Linked DNA regions of Mus musculus: regions 2, 3, 4 and 5 are each linked to region 1. Evidence: chromatin contacts called from public HiChIP or PLAC-seq and promoter capture Hi-C data. All regions are on one chromosome and are shown on one strand. The core of a region is the stretch at or near the end of the contact, and the rest is flanking DNA. Distances in the headings are between cores, read along the strand shown.

Region 1 (2,644 bases), core at 88-2,587:
TATATACATATATATACATACATATACACACACATATACATATACACACACACACAAATACATATATGTATATGTATTTATTTCCAGGCCAGCCTATATATATATATATATATATATATATATATATATATATATATATGTATATATATAATATGTGTGTATACATATACACACACACAAATACATATACGTATATTTATTTATTTCCAGGCCAGCCTGGGCTACATGAGGTCTGTGTCAAAACAAGCACAAGACAGAATGGGAACCTGTCACCGAAGAACCATGTCTACATTGAGCATAATTTATGCCAAGCACTGAAAATTTGCACTTCCTAACCCTAACCCTACATTGATTGCTTAAACAGCTATAACCCACACCAAGATTTGGATACAATTCCAAGGAAGAGCACTCCCAGAGGGAGAAAACTTACAGTTTGAGGTAATGTGACCTAGGCTATCATACAAGGGGGATTTCCCAGCGACAGCCTCACATTGCCAGCCCTATAAGCTAGCACACCCTAATCACACTTCACGTTTTGTGCAGGGAAAATACACTGCAAAGCTACGTAGAGACATAAAATAGATGGCCAATTGCACACACTGGGCGGGTGATAGCTTTGTAAGGAATGAGAGACCACTAGCTTGACGGCATCATGGAAGCTAGTCACATATCGTGTCAACTGTGCCTCGGGCCAGGATTGGCAAACTTCTGTAAAGCGCCGGAGAGAAATGACTCTGGCTTTATGGACCTTTCCATCAAAGCCGAAAAGCAGCCGGGGCAACTGCGCGCACTCCCCCGCCCCGCGGCAGGCGAGCGGCCGGACAACCCGTTAAAAAGAAAACAAAAAACGACCATAGCTGCGTCTCCGTGCAACTTCACTGCTGGGAGCTGAAGTTTTATTTCCCACGACTTCTATTTCCCCGCAACTGTTTTACAGCGGATAAACAAAAGCTGAGAGCAGAGATGGGAGGGAGCCCTCTGGGCCGGGGCGTCCGCAGCACAGCCCGGGAGCCGGGGAGTGAGGGCCGCAGATGCCAGGCAGTGTCCCGCGTCCTTCCACGGGACGCAACAACCTAGGCTGCGCCCGAAGTGAGGGCTGTTCCCGGGGGCCACGTCCCGAGGACAGCGGACGGCGGCGGCTGTGACCGACGCGAGCCAGGCGGAGCTCGCTCCGCGCATCCCCTGCGTCCCCCAGGGGTCCTGGGGCGCCCCTCACTCAGGGAGTCTCGGGAGCCTCCGCCGCGACAGGGGTCTCCGCGCAGAGTCCCAGCGCCGTTTCTATGGTTACCTGCTCAGCACCGATTCAAACTGCCGTTCTTTATTGACAGCGCCATTGAGGACACGAACACTCCTGCCCGAAGGGAACAATAAAGCTTTCTCCATTCAACAGCGCTGGAGACGCCAAAAGGCAGCCATCTTGGGGCCGGGGAAAACGCCGAGGGCCGTAGCCCGGATGTGCGCACGCCGTAGTCACGTGCTGGGGGACGGTCTCGCGAGAAGGCTGTCCCTGCATCACGTGCACGCTTTCTACCAATGGCAGGCTTCCAAGTTTGGAACCTGGTCTGCTCTTGACCTTTGACCTTCGCCTCACAGTACCTTGGGAGATGTTTCCTTAGCATGTTCCATAGCATGATCCATCCCTTACCTAGCCACTTCTGAGGTTTGCTGCGAAGAGACGACAAAGATTTCTTTCCTTCTTTTGTAACAAACAGTCATGTGCAGGGCGAGAACGAGACTGATTTCTGGACTGGGCTTGGTATGGGTGTACACGGGGTTTCTTTTGCCATTATCCTCTCACGTTTTAACCTATAGCACCACACGCTGGTTATGAACCCCGAGTCCAGTGTCCTGGCAGTCAAATGGATGTGAATCGGATCCAGTTAACATGAGCCCCATTGGCACTGGTCATGAGAGCTGTCCCTGCATCACATGGAGACCCATTTGTCCGAGATCCAGGCTTCTCGTTGCTATGTCTAGCTCCCAATGTGATTACAGCTGTTCCATGGGCAATGACAATATTCAGTCGTCCCCAGCACTGTCGCTGTCAGCTCGACTTGATGCAATACCTTTAAAACAGAAACCGAACCTATGGAGCAGAGCTGTCACTCAAATTTCTGTCATCTAATACTGTGACTGCAGTTTGCAGCTACTGCTGAAGATAAATAATTAGAACACTCTGGGTCATTAGAGCACTCTGGGCAGCTGTTCTAGTTAATTTTTGTTGTGATAAAATATCCTGAACCCCCTCCCCCCCCAAAAAAAAGTCTAATGAGTCAGGCTTAGTGACCCATCTTTTAATCCTGGTGCTTTGGAGGCAGAGGCAGGCAGATCTCTGAATTGTGAGGCTACCTTGATGTGTGTGTGTGTGTGTGTGTGTGTGTGTGTGTGTGTGTGTGTGTGTGTGTAGTTTCAGGACACCCAGAGCTACATAATAAGACCAGGAAGAAGGAGGAGGACCAAGGGGGGAAAGATTTTTTTCAGCTTACAATTGCAGGTTAGTCCACCACCTTGGAGAAGTCAAGGCAAGACAAAGACTTCAAACCACTAATCACACCACATCCATAGAGCAGAGAGAAGTGAATGCATGCATGTTCTTGCTTGTGCCCAGTTGGATTGCAGGCACAGTTCAAGACTCCTTGCCTGG
Region 2 (2,644 bases), core at 102-2,601, 760 kb before region 1:
AATCCCTGTTTTGCTTAGCCCTCGCCTTCCATTGTCTAATTCCTTCATCCCCGCTAGGGAAAGGAAAGGCTACAAGTCCTTCCATTTGGAGGATTCTGAGTGAATGCAGCATAGCCAACGCTGATGTTTCTTGGCCAGCTGTTGTGGCCTCGGAGATCTGTTTATGAGATTGTTGTTTCCCGGAGCTATAGAACAGTCTCTGCAGTCTTGAAGCTTTGTGCTCATCCTACAACCAAACCCTGCCCTTTGCCTGTTAATCCATGGATTCGGATTTCTATTCATGGCCCTGAGATCTCTGGAATCTGCTGGTGATATCTAGAACCTTTCTGAACGTCAGGCCTCTTTAGATCTCTGAGGAGCCAGCGACCACAGACCAGGAGGTAAGCCTGTCCGTTCTGTCCTAATCTGGTTTTGTGATTTCTTTGAAACAGAGACTACTAGCATCCTTAGGACTCCAGGTTGTCGCAGGCCTAAGGTTTTCATGATGTTGGGAGGTCTCCAAGATTCCTTTCAGCAGAGACACCCTCAAGAGTACCAAGTCCCTGAGTCTCCCACTCCAGGGCCAGCTATTTCCCTACACACCCTACCCCACCCCCCCGCTTCTGATTTCAATGTTTTGGCGACTTAGATGGGTGCACTTGAGCTCCGTCTCTATAAAAGAGCTCGAGACGCTCCCTACAGGGTTAACGTTGGAACACCCTGGGCCGGGCCGCGGACAGCACTCCAGCACCGGACAGGGGACGCGAGGCCTCGTGGGATATGTAGTCTGGGGTGGGTTGTGACTGCCGGAAGGCCTACTGGGAGTTGTAGTTCTCAGTATCCAGAAAGCGAGAGCTTCAGGCGGTGTTGGGAGTCCGTGGGCGGGGCCCAAAGTTCCATCCCGGCCAGGGAGTCTCCCAAGGGAGGGAAAAGAAGCCTTTTCCCGCTCTGGCCTGGGCTGTCAAATGAGGGGTGATCTCAGCTGAGGTCAGCCCGAGCTTCCACACTCAATCTAACCTCGCGGATAATATATGACTCAAAGATGGTCGTAGGGCCATGAGAAAAAAAAAAAAACACAGACGCTTCCTTTGCTGAGTCGTGCTGTGGTTTCCGAGAAAAAAGTATGTGTGGGGGTATTCTCACTGGTCTTGAAGGTCGCGGTCCTGTCTCTTCCCTTTTGTTCTTTTCCCTCCCCTGCTCTTGGCTGCTAAGTGGCCTTTGTACGCCAGAGTGAAACTCCAAGTCCCGTCAGGCCGCGAGGTGCGCGCACGCGTGATGGAGCTACCCGGCCACGCCGCAGGAGGAGGGCTGATGGTTTGGCTTCTGATTGGTCAGATATTTTACGATTTCTTTTCGCTGATTGGCTGGGATTGCTGCCGGAAAGGTCCCAGCCCGGAGATGGCAGAGCAGAGGCGTTCTATGGGCTGGGTTGAAAGCCTCCTCCCTTGAATTGCATCGGCCTGACCCCCCAGCCTAGGGGGCACCCAGCCAGTGCCTGCCCTCTCCTACCCTAACGTTGCACGTACTCGATATTAACCGAGACACGGAGAGTGGGTGACTCTTCGGGAGTCAGAGAGGAGAGTGACCAGTCCTGGGCCTTCCCCTCATACCCTGCGACCAGAACTCCAGCCCTAGGGAGTAGTGGGCAGGGCCTCTTGCCGCGCCTCACGTCCTGCTTTTCGCCTCCTTCAACGTTGTCTGCTAGCTGGTTTTCCTGCTCTCTCTCTCCCAGGAGACGAACGCTTGAGCCCGAGATGGCAGCCACCCTGCTCATGTCTGGGACTCAGGTAAGCCCCGAGGGCTCTGCTTACCCATCTTGCCCGGTGTTTCCCCGTCTGCAAACCCCTATAGGAAATTCCCTGGGATAAGCTCATTTTGCTATTCTGCTTAGTATACGGGCTTCGAGTTGGCTAATATAACCATATACAAGCATATATAGAACACCCACTGTAAGACTAAATACTGAGGAGAATAAAACCAAACAAGATGGGTGGTACCCTTCTTGCCAACAATCTGTAGGGAGAACGGTGTGTCCGGTTAACCTGGATGCGATATGGTAAGTATTCTGTTGGCCTGAGCAAGGACGTATTGTGGTGTGGGAAATAGTAAGTCGAGGAGTGGTTAATTCTAGATGTGGTGTCCAAGGATGGAGCGAAGAGTGATAAAGGGTGGGGAGAAACAGAACAGCAGTTGGCTCTAGAACTGGGCCATAAAGACGAGAATTTCACTGGTCTAAGAAAAGGAGAGCCTTGTATGTAAGGGTCCAAAGTGGGCAGGGACGGCCTGAGCGGGAAGCTAGTAGATTGCCCCTGTCTTTTGACCACATGTCTTTTTTTCTTCTTTCTTTATTATTTTTTTTTTCCTTCGGACTCTACAGATGAGACTTAATGCCACTGCCTTCTCGACATTTCTAACCATGTCTCTAATTTCAAGAAGAAAAGCTGGTTCTAAACTCCTAGATACCAAGTAGTGAGGAAGCGTTGTGTGATTTCAGGCCCCTGTGACATTTGAAGATATGGCCATGTACCTCACTCGGGAAGAATGGAGACCTCTGGATCCTACACAGAGAGATCTTTACAGGGATGTGATGCAGGAGAATTACGGAAATGTTGTCTCACTGGGTGAGTGAGGACTTTTATCTTGTCTTACCTCTTAGGGGTTTTGA
Region 3 (2,644 bases), core at 92-2,591, 750 kb after region 1:
AACCAGAGACGGTTCAGGAATTGGAAAAGGAGGCAGAGACAGGAGACGGCCAGGGAGTGGGAGAGGAAAGAGCTGACTGGGGAGACCAGAGAGGCTTGGAGGGTGAAGGGCATACTGGGGGGGGGCTCTCCTTAATCTCCTGGGCTGTGGAGAATGGGCAACAGGGTTCAATGCCTAATGTCATTGCCTACATTGTCTAAAACTCTCTGTCCCTATTTGTAGTCTGTCAGGTGTCAGAGCAGTCCTTATCCAGCATTTAATAAACAGTTGCCCTAATTCTCAACCAGACTGAGAATCTGAGGCTGCCTGAGGGGGGGTCTTTGAATTCTTCTTGGAGCCAAACGTTCTTTCAGGCCTGAGAATAATCCCTCTGTTATATGTATGTGTGTGTGTGTGTGTGTGTGTGTGTGTGTGTGTGTGTGTGTGTGTGTGTGTGTGTATGATTTTGAGACCTAATCTTCCTAGAGTGTTAGAGTGGCCTCGAACTCACAGAGATCCTCAGCCTCCAGACTGCCAGCATCTCTCCAGAGTTGCCGCGCCAGCTTTCCTTTTTAATCAGGATTCACAGGCATACCCCAGAGTCCTTTGCAAGTCTTCCTTCCTCAGGCCCATTACGCGTTGAAAAGGATTACCATGGACAATGTGGGAGTAAGAATGAGGTTTTTTTCCTCCGTCTTGGGTCCTGCCGCTGTGACTGTGCCTTTAACCCTTTCTTACCCGCGCTGGGCAAGGCAGCAGCCCCACTCTCACCTGCACACAGCCTGGAACCGTTCACAGGCTCCTTCCGTTTCCTGGGCTCCCCCACTCTCAGACAGACACTAGCACGCGGTCTCCGATCTCTCCCGCCAAAGATCGCAGCACGTGCCTTCTTCCTGCTGCTCCCCAACTACTTTAGACACCAACGGGACAGAGTGCCAAGGGACCACGAAGGGCGCAGCTGTGGACTACGGAGGCGCGTGGGCACCGGGAGCAGGTGCTTAGCACGAGGGTGAGGTCCTGGGTAGCGGCTCAGCGGGCGCCACGTCCATCATCCTGCCAGGCCACAAGAGATGCGCGCGGAGTCCGGAGCGGGAGGTCGTGGGTCCCCAGGGAGCCTGACCTTCCACGTGTCCCCACCGTGGCTGGGACAGTCACTGCGGGACCGGCGGAGCGCGCGCGTGGGAGTCGCGCAAGCCACGGGCGCAGCATGCTTTCCTTACCTGCAGGCACTCGTGGGGAGGGTCTGTTCCGGCTCGCGAGCGGCAGCCCTAAGGAGCGCAGTGGCGGGAGCGTACTCTGGCGGCCACCTCCCCCGCCTGCTTATGAAGGCGGCCTGGCCGAGCACCCGCCGGCCTCCCCGCCCCCGGCCGCCCCGCCCCCGGCCCGCACCCCGAGCCCCAGGCGGGTGCCTCTGCGTTGCCAGGGCGCCCCCTGCCGGGAGCGCGGCGCTCGACCCGGCCCGTAGGGCTGCAACAGGCAGGGTAACCCGCCTTGCCTCTCTCTTTCCCTGCGGCTCATCCTGGCTTCAGGGTGCAGCTGGCTTGTCTTTAGGTTTGATTTCTCTGTAGGAGACTTTGTCCCTCGATGGTTGTCTTCCTGTGCCTGACCCTGCGCGTCTGTGAACCCACCTGGCTCCTTTTTTCTGTGCGTCTTTCTGCCTACACATCCTTGTCCGTCACCATGTGCACCTCTGAGCCTCACACCCTTACCCCTTTCCTATCCACTTTCTCTTTTGCCCTTAACTAAGTCAGTAGGAAGCAGAAGGAGACCCCTTGGACAGGGCCCTCCCTCCCTAATATCTGAAGAAACAGGGACTCAGGACATTCTGTCTGTCCCAGCCAGAAGCCCCAGGACCTGCCCGGGGCAGACCACTTCCCAGGCAGTGGAGCCAGACTGTCTAGGCCCACAGGCCTGCTCTGGTGACTTCGGGGGACTGGCCAAGGCTCTATAACCCGCAGACACTATCCCCTGGTTTTTCTTCCTTCACGTTATTGGGAGAGTTATAAGAGACCGAGTTTGGAACATGCACAGGAAACAAGGAAAGGCAACCGCTGGGTGCCAGTGGGCCTTATCCAGTTCCCCAAGGGCCACCACCTCCCTTCCCCTGAAAGCCAGTCTGGTTTTGAAGTCTCTGATTCGTTTCCTACTGTGAACTCCTGGAGGTAGGTTTGAATGCCACCACCATTTGAATACTTCCTCATTTCCTCCTAAGAGGAGGGTCTTATCATCGCTACTGAAGCTGACAAAACCCATCTGTACCTCTAATCCCCAACAGCCAGAGATTTGAAAGCAAAGATCAGGTTTCCCTGAACTCCATCTTCCTGGGCACCTAGGATTGATCACTTCTACCCTGAAGTTCCGTCTTAGGTCCAGGCATCTTCTATATGAGCTCTACTATTGAGCCCATTTTACAGGAGGAAAAGCAAGGCCCAGAGACAACATGTGACCTCATCGGTAAGTTCAGGGCCGGAACTGGAGCCTGATGCCAAAACCCAGGAATGCCTGGGTTTGTTTTCATTTGTTCTTGTATTTTAATAATTAATGCTGTTTATTTACAGCGGTGCTAGGAAATTTCCCTTGAGAAATAAGTTTATGTTTTTACAAAGTGAGACCAAGTATTGGGTAAATTACTCCTTATTTATGTATTTCATAGCAAGGTCATAAT
Region 4 (2,644 bases), core at 60-2,559, 740 kb before region 1:
GGAACTCAGAAATCCGCCTGACTGCCTCCCGAGTGCTGGGATTAAAGGCATGCGCCACCACTGCCGGGCCACAGTCAGGATTTTAAACTTGCATTTGAGCCGTCTCTCCAGCCCCTAGGACAGGCTTTACAATTTACAGTTCTGGAAGCAGGGAAGTCCAACATTGAGAGCACGCGGGGATAAGGGCCGTCTCCCTACGCTGGAAGCGCAAAAGATGCAGAGAAGATCTAGAGTCAGGCATCAAACTCACAGCCTGGAGGCCTATCAGTCGGCTTTAATGCTTTGAGGGTGGAGTCCTAGTGCCCGAAACACCTCCCACTACCGGCCCCACCTCCCAGCACTACTACATTGGCCATCAAGTTCGTATCAAGTGCACTTTTGCACATGTCCGTTCAAAAACGCATGGGTAGACTAACAATAAACTTTGGTTTATAGGATTTGAGAAACATGATCTCCAGATATGTTTGGAAGCAGATCCCTTGACCTTCTTCACTGAGGTAGTGTTGGGACAGGAGTGACAGGTGAGAGGTTTATGAATAACAGGTATTAGTTTCTTGGAAATGAACCCTTTGCCCGCTTGCCTGGCTTTCAGTCGTTGATCCAGTGACCCTACCTACTCTAGTCTCCAAACTCCGAAGGGTCCCTGCTTTCTGTTAGCGTCACTCTTGAGTCAGATCCACGTTATTCTGTGAGGAGAAGAGCCAAGGAGGGAAACAGGCAGTTTCTCCAGTCATTCTAAGGGATGCTTTTCTACAGAGAAATCTCCAGCGACACGAGTCAAGTCACCCTGAAGTTGTGTTTTGACTAGAGCCAAGATGATCTATTGATGGAGCCCAGCGTGTGGCGAATGGGGTGTGCTCGGGACCTAACGCTCAGAACGGCGGGAGGGAGGATTGGAGATAAGGGACTCCGGCGCGGGGTAGCAGCGCCATTGCGGAGCGTGGCCGCCGGGACCCGAGGGGGCGGGGCTCCGGAGGTGGCCACGCGGCGGGAGGCCTAGATTTTTCAACCTCTTAACGGTGGTAGAAGAAGAGGGAGGAGCTTCGGCCACGCAAGGCCCGCTGCCCCGCAGCCTCGCCACTACCAGGGGCTCCCACCAACAGACCCCTTTGTGTGCATGCCCCCGCCCCGGAGGCGCCGCAGCCAGTGGCGCTGAGACCCCTCATTGGCTCAGCCCGACGGCCACACCGATTGGTCCTCGGAGTCCCCGACGTGAGGGCCGCTTTCCCCTCTCTCTTATTGGCCCGTCAAGCTGCCCGTCATACGGTCTCGTGGGCCGATTGGTCGGCCGCACGGAGTCCCTGGAAGCAGTTCCGGGAAACCCCGCGTGCTGCCGGGATCGCGTCTCGGTCCATGCGAGGGGGGGAGGGGGTGGCGCGCGCGCCATTTCTTGTCGTTTTCAAAGCGCCTCGCGCTGCTTCTCACGGGCCAGGCCGCCAGCCCCCAGCTCTGCCCTGGTGAGTCTCGCGCTGGCCCGTGGGGGGGAGGGGCCGGGAGTCCCGGTCTGACCGGACTCGGCCGGGTCCAGGCTCGGCGCCCTGGCCTGCAGTTTGGGTCTTTGCTCCGAGGCCCCAGGGTGGGGGTGGGGATGGGCCGGGGGCGGCTTCTGCTCCGGCCCGCCGCGCAGCCGCGGGCCTGAGTCCCGCCGCGGCGCCTCCTCTCTCTGTCGCTCATCCTTCTCAGCCCCTCCGGTGCCCCGGTCCCTCGGTCCGCTGTCCTCCGTGCGGCCTGCCGGTCTCGCGGTGCTTTTTCCCGCCTCCGCCCGCCGCTGTCCGCGGCCCCGGTCCGGGCGAAGGGTTTCAGGCGTTTCCCCCTGACCCCGGTGCTTGCCCCCGAGGCCTGCGGTCAGGCCTGGCCCGCCTCTCGCCCGGCGGCCTGTGGGATGTGTTGATAACCGGGTCGCGCCCGAGGGGGTGGGGTGAGCCGAGGGCGGGGTGCAAGTCCCAGGGTTACCTGAGCCGGGAGCAAACTTTTACGGGAGTCGGAGCCGAGGGGCCGAGGTATGGGGGGTGCCTCCCGCCCGATCCCCAACCTGCATGCTTCGAGCCGGGATTTGAAGGAAAAAATGACTACTAAGAGGCCGTGACACTTGGTTTCGAGCGGCGCCTGAGCTAGGTAATTCTGAGAATGTCATAGGCGCTCCAGTTTGGAAAAGCGCTTCTTTTTCTTACACGGTAGTAGCCATGTGGCCAGAATTTTAAGACGAAAGCCCAGGGGTTCTTGAAAGGTTCAGTCCTTTCTCGTTACCTGTTTGGGATTTTTCCCCCCCTTGCCCTTTAAAAGCAGAATGTGTCAGGAGTCAGTCGTAGTGATTAAAGGCTTGATACTCCCGAGCTGTGAGATAACCGTTAGCTTTCCTTGGTTCTTTTAAAAGCCCGTCTCTCAACATTTTGCTTAGAGATGTTCGCCACAAGTCAGGGAGAAGCTAGTACTGACTTCCCGAGTCTCCCAGCGGTCCTTATAAATCTTATTTAAATGACTTTATTTTGTAATTTTCTTTTTTTTGCAAAAATGTTTGTGTCAAAGGGTTCCAGTCACGTTAGAATATTTGCTGCATCCAGAAATATGGTTTGGCTGTGTGGCATTGTTGTTGAATCCCCCCTCTTGATCCGAAGGATTTATTTCCTAGAGTCTATTTTACCTT
Region 5 (2,644 bases), core at 60-2,559, 580 kb before region 1:
TAGAGGTATATGCTACCACATCCAACTATGCAGTGTTTGTGATTGAAGCCAGGGCATTGTGCATACTAGACAAATGCTCTACCAACAGAACTGTATCCCCAGCCCCAAAGGGTACTCCAGGTTGGCCCTAAATGTGTGATTCTCCTGTTTCACCCTCTTCAGCATTTGCCTACCAGCGCTCATGGCCATGGATGGCATTATTTTTTAAGACATGTTTTCTTATTTGTAGCCCTGCTTGTCTCAAACTAGCAATGCACCTGCCTGCTGAGTGCTGGGATTAAAGATAGGAATGTGCCACTGCCACACCCAGCTGGAGGTCAACAGGATACAAGTTATAATGTATCCACGGCCCTGTGAGAGCTGGAGTCAATGCCACCAGGTACAGAGAGCAAAGAGGGTTGGTCTTTTTGCCTTGGGAGAAATAGGAGGACGCACACAGGAGATGAGGTGACAAGCAGAAGGGCGGATGTGGGAAAGCGGTGGGTGTGCTAAGGGAAGTTTGGGTAAACTTCAGAGCGTGTGTATGAAGGTAGGAAGTGAGAATACCAGGCCATGGATTTGGCCTTTGTTCCATAGGCAATAAAGAGCTTACACAAGAGGCGTCTCCAGAGACCAGCCATACTCCTGCAGTCAGAGAGGAAGCAGCTCTTAGCCATCTGTGTCCCGGCTTGTGCAGGCTGCTGGGTGCCAGCGCGTGGGAGGGCGCCCACAGAACGTCTCTGAATGTGGCCTGTGCGCTGCAGGATTTAGGTCCTGAGCTACCTTCAAAGTCCACTTCCCCCCAGGGGTTCTCTTGGCCCTAGTACTTTGTACATAGAAGGCATTGGGGGGACTTTTTGAGACCATGTGGCCCACTGCCGATTCCCATTTTAAAGAAGGAAAAGTAAGGGATATAGATGGGAAAGGACTTTCCTGGCAGCACCTGAGGAATGAATGTGGAGCCAGTGGGACTAGAAGTCATGACCTCTGAGCCACGCCCAGTCCCTTCTCCACACTCACTGAGTAAGAGGTGTTTGGTTGAGCGATGACTTCATTTCAGGCCCTAATCCCTTTGCATGGACGATTTTACTGCACCCTCCCAACGTCTCTGAAAGCGTTTCTTTTGAGCGCGGTCTTGCCTTCCAAGTCAGGTTTCCTCCGGAGCCTAGCCCAGGTCCGGGGCACCTAGCTAGGAAGGCAATGAAAACTTGGCTGGGTTCAAACCTTGGGCTTGGAAGTGGGAGGGCTTAAAAAAAGGACCAAAGGAGGCGTGGCCTGGCATACGCCCCGCCCCGGAGCGCTGACGCCACACAAGGCCCCGCCCCTCATTGTCAGTCTGGGGGAGCCTGAGCAGGCGCCGGCCGCTGGGAGCGGAGCGCCGGATCCTCCGGCGGCGGGAGCGCGGGCCGCAGCCGCTGAGGTGAGGCGGCGGCGGGAGTGTGGCGAGGCGGGCGGCCTGGGAGTCCGGCTTGTGTGCCGGGGGTGAGGGGGTCTCGGCCGGGGTGTCCCGGGGACGGCGGGGAGTGCGCGCGGGTTCTGGAAGCGGAGCCGGGAAGGGGAGGTCTCCGGTGGGCCAGCCGGAGAGAGTGTGGCTGGAGTTGGAGGGAGAGACTCAGAGATTTTTTTTTCTTCCTGAGGAGGGGGAGGGACGTTTCTGAGGAGACTGGGGAGACGCCGAGTGAGGGCGAGCGCGGCTGTGGCGGCCAGGGAGGGAGGCGTCGGGGTCCTCGCCGGGCTCCGCGGGGCGGCGAGCCGGGAGGAAGGAAGTGAGCGGACAGGAAGGGCCGCGGCCGGTGTGCGGGACGCGACGCGCGGGGGGCCGGGGAGAGGCCCGCGGCGGCCCCGGGGCGTCCGCAGCTGTCGGCCCCGGGGCTGCGGCCCGCCCGCCCGCCCGCGCGGCTCCCGCCGGCGCGCTGCTCCCGTCTCGCGGGCCAGACCGCCGCGGCCCGGGAAGGAATTCGAGGCATTCGCTTTGTTTAAGTTGCCAGTCGACAGTCCCGAGGACTAATTAATGGTGGAATCTGCAGGGGCACTCGGGTAGCCGCCGGCCCCCTCCCGCCGCCGCGGTGAACTTTCCGCAGCGCGCACCCCGCCCCGCGGCCCGGCAGGGAAGGGAGCCATGGCTTCCCGAAGCGCAGGAATGAAGTGCGGTTTCGGGAGCCGCTTTTGGCCTGCGGCTGGCCAGGCGACTAGCGAGGTGGAAGCCGGCGTCCCGGGCACGGGCACTGGCACGGCGGGGCTGGTGGGTTCCGCAGCCCGGTGGGGACCTCTCCGAGGTGCCTGCGGTTTCTGCTAATTACCTCGCAGGAGCCTCAGCCGGCCGAGAAAGACCCATCTTGCTATGGAGCATCTGTTTCTTCATCGCGTCAGCCCCTTTCCTAACACTGCAGAGCTTGTTGTGGCTTGTTTCGGAAATGCCGAGGCGGGTGCTCACACTTCGGGGTGGGAGAGGGGAAGAGAGCAGGCAGCCCCCCCCCCCATCCCCCTTCACACACCTCCAAAAAAAAAAAAAAAATCTCCGCAGTGTTCTTTAACCGAGCAGCTTGCAGATTCTCTGTCGCACCTTCGATGACTTGAATGACCTTGGGGGAAAGGATTGTGCTTCTGAGCGCCTCGTGGTGGCTTTTCTGTCCATTCAGGAGAAAATAACTCTCTGGACCTCAGT

Evidence for each region. Promoter capture Hi-C pulls out the DNA fragments that hold promoters and counts their contacts. HiChIP or PLAC-seq counts read pairs in DNA pulled down with a chosen protein or histone mark.
Region 2: a contact with region 1 is called in a promoter capture Hi-C map of liver, with 2.2 times the contacts expected there. The contact joins the promoter of Zfp46 here to the promoter of Zbtb40 in region 1. A contact is called at or near these places in 2 of 39 promoter capture datasets (cranial neural crest and liver) and 1 of 115 datasets of contacts at active chromatin or transcription factors (memory CD8 T cells).
Region 3: a contact with region 1 is called in a promoter capture Hi-C map of pre-B cells, with 2.4 times the contacts expected there. The contact joins the promoter of Alpl here to the promoter of Zbtb40 in region 1. A contact is called at or near these places in 2 of 39 promoter capture datasets (hippocampal neurons and pre-B cells) and 1 of 115 datasets of contacts at active chromatin or transcription factors (astrocytes).
Region 4: a contact with region 1 is called in a promoter capture Hi-C map of hippocampal neurons, with 2.1 times the contacts expected there. The contact joins the promoter of Hnrnpr here to the promoter of Zbtb40 in region 1. A contact is called at or near these places in 2 of 39 promoter capture datasets (cranial neural crest and hippocampal neurons).
Region 5: a contact with region 1 is called in an H3K4me3 HiChIP or PLAC-seq map of embryonic forebrain, with 2.5 times the contacts expected there. The contact joins the promoter of Luzp1 here to the promoter of Zbtb40 in region 1. A contact is called at or near these places in 4 of 39 promoter capture datasets (the HPC-7 cell line, cranial neural crest, embryonic stem cells and 1 more), 2 of 484 Hi-C or Micro-C datasets (both in embryonic stem cells) and 6 of 115 datasets of contacts at active chromatin or transcription factors (astrocytes, bone marrow-derived macrophages, embryonic forebrain and 3 more).

What each region holds. Positions count from the first base shown.
Region 1 is chr4:137,047,358-137,050,001 of GRCm38.p6, forward strand. It overlaps Zbtb40 (zinc finger and BTB domain containing 40), which reads right to left and starts at 1,338. Exons shown (of 19, transcript NM_198248.1): 1 at 1,289-1,338.
Region 2 is chr4:136,284,716-136,287,359 of GRCm38.p6, forward strand. Zfp46 (zinc finger protein 46) reads left to right here and starts at 1,352. Exons shown (of 3, transcript NM_009557.4): 1 at 1,352-1,766; 2 at 2,357-2,600. The coding sequence starts at 2,495.
Region 3 is chr4:137,795,043-137,797,686 of GRCm38.p6, forward strand. Alpl (alkaline phosphatase, liver/bone/kidney) reads right to left here and starts at 1,342. Exons shown (of 12, transcript NM_007431.3): 1 at 1,200-1,342.
Region 4 is chr4:136,309,633-136,312,276 of GRCm38.p6, forward strand. Hnrnpr (heterogeneous nuclear ribonucleoprotein R) reads left to right here and starts at 1,310. Exons shown (of 11, transcript NM_001277121.1): 1 at 1,310-1,457.
Region 5 is chr4:136,468,452-136,471,095 of GRCm38.p6, forward strand. It overlaps Luzp1 (leucine zipper protein 1), which reads left to right and starts at 1,310. Exons shown (of 5, transcript NM_024452.2): 1 at 1,310-1,399.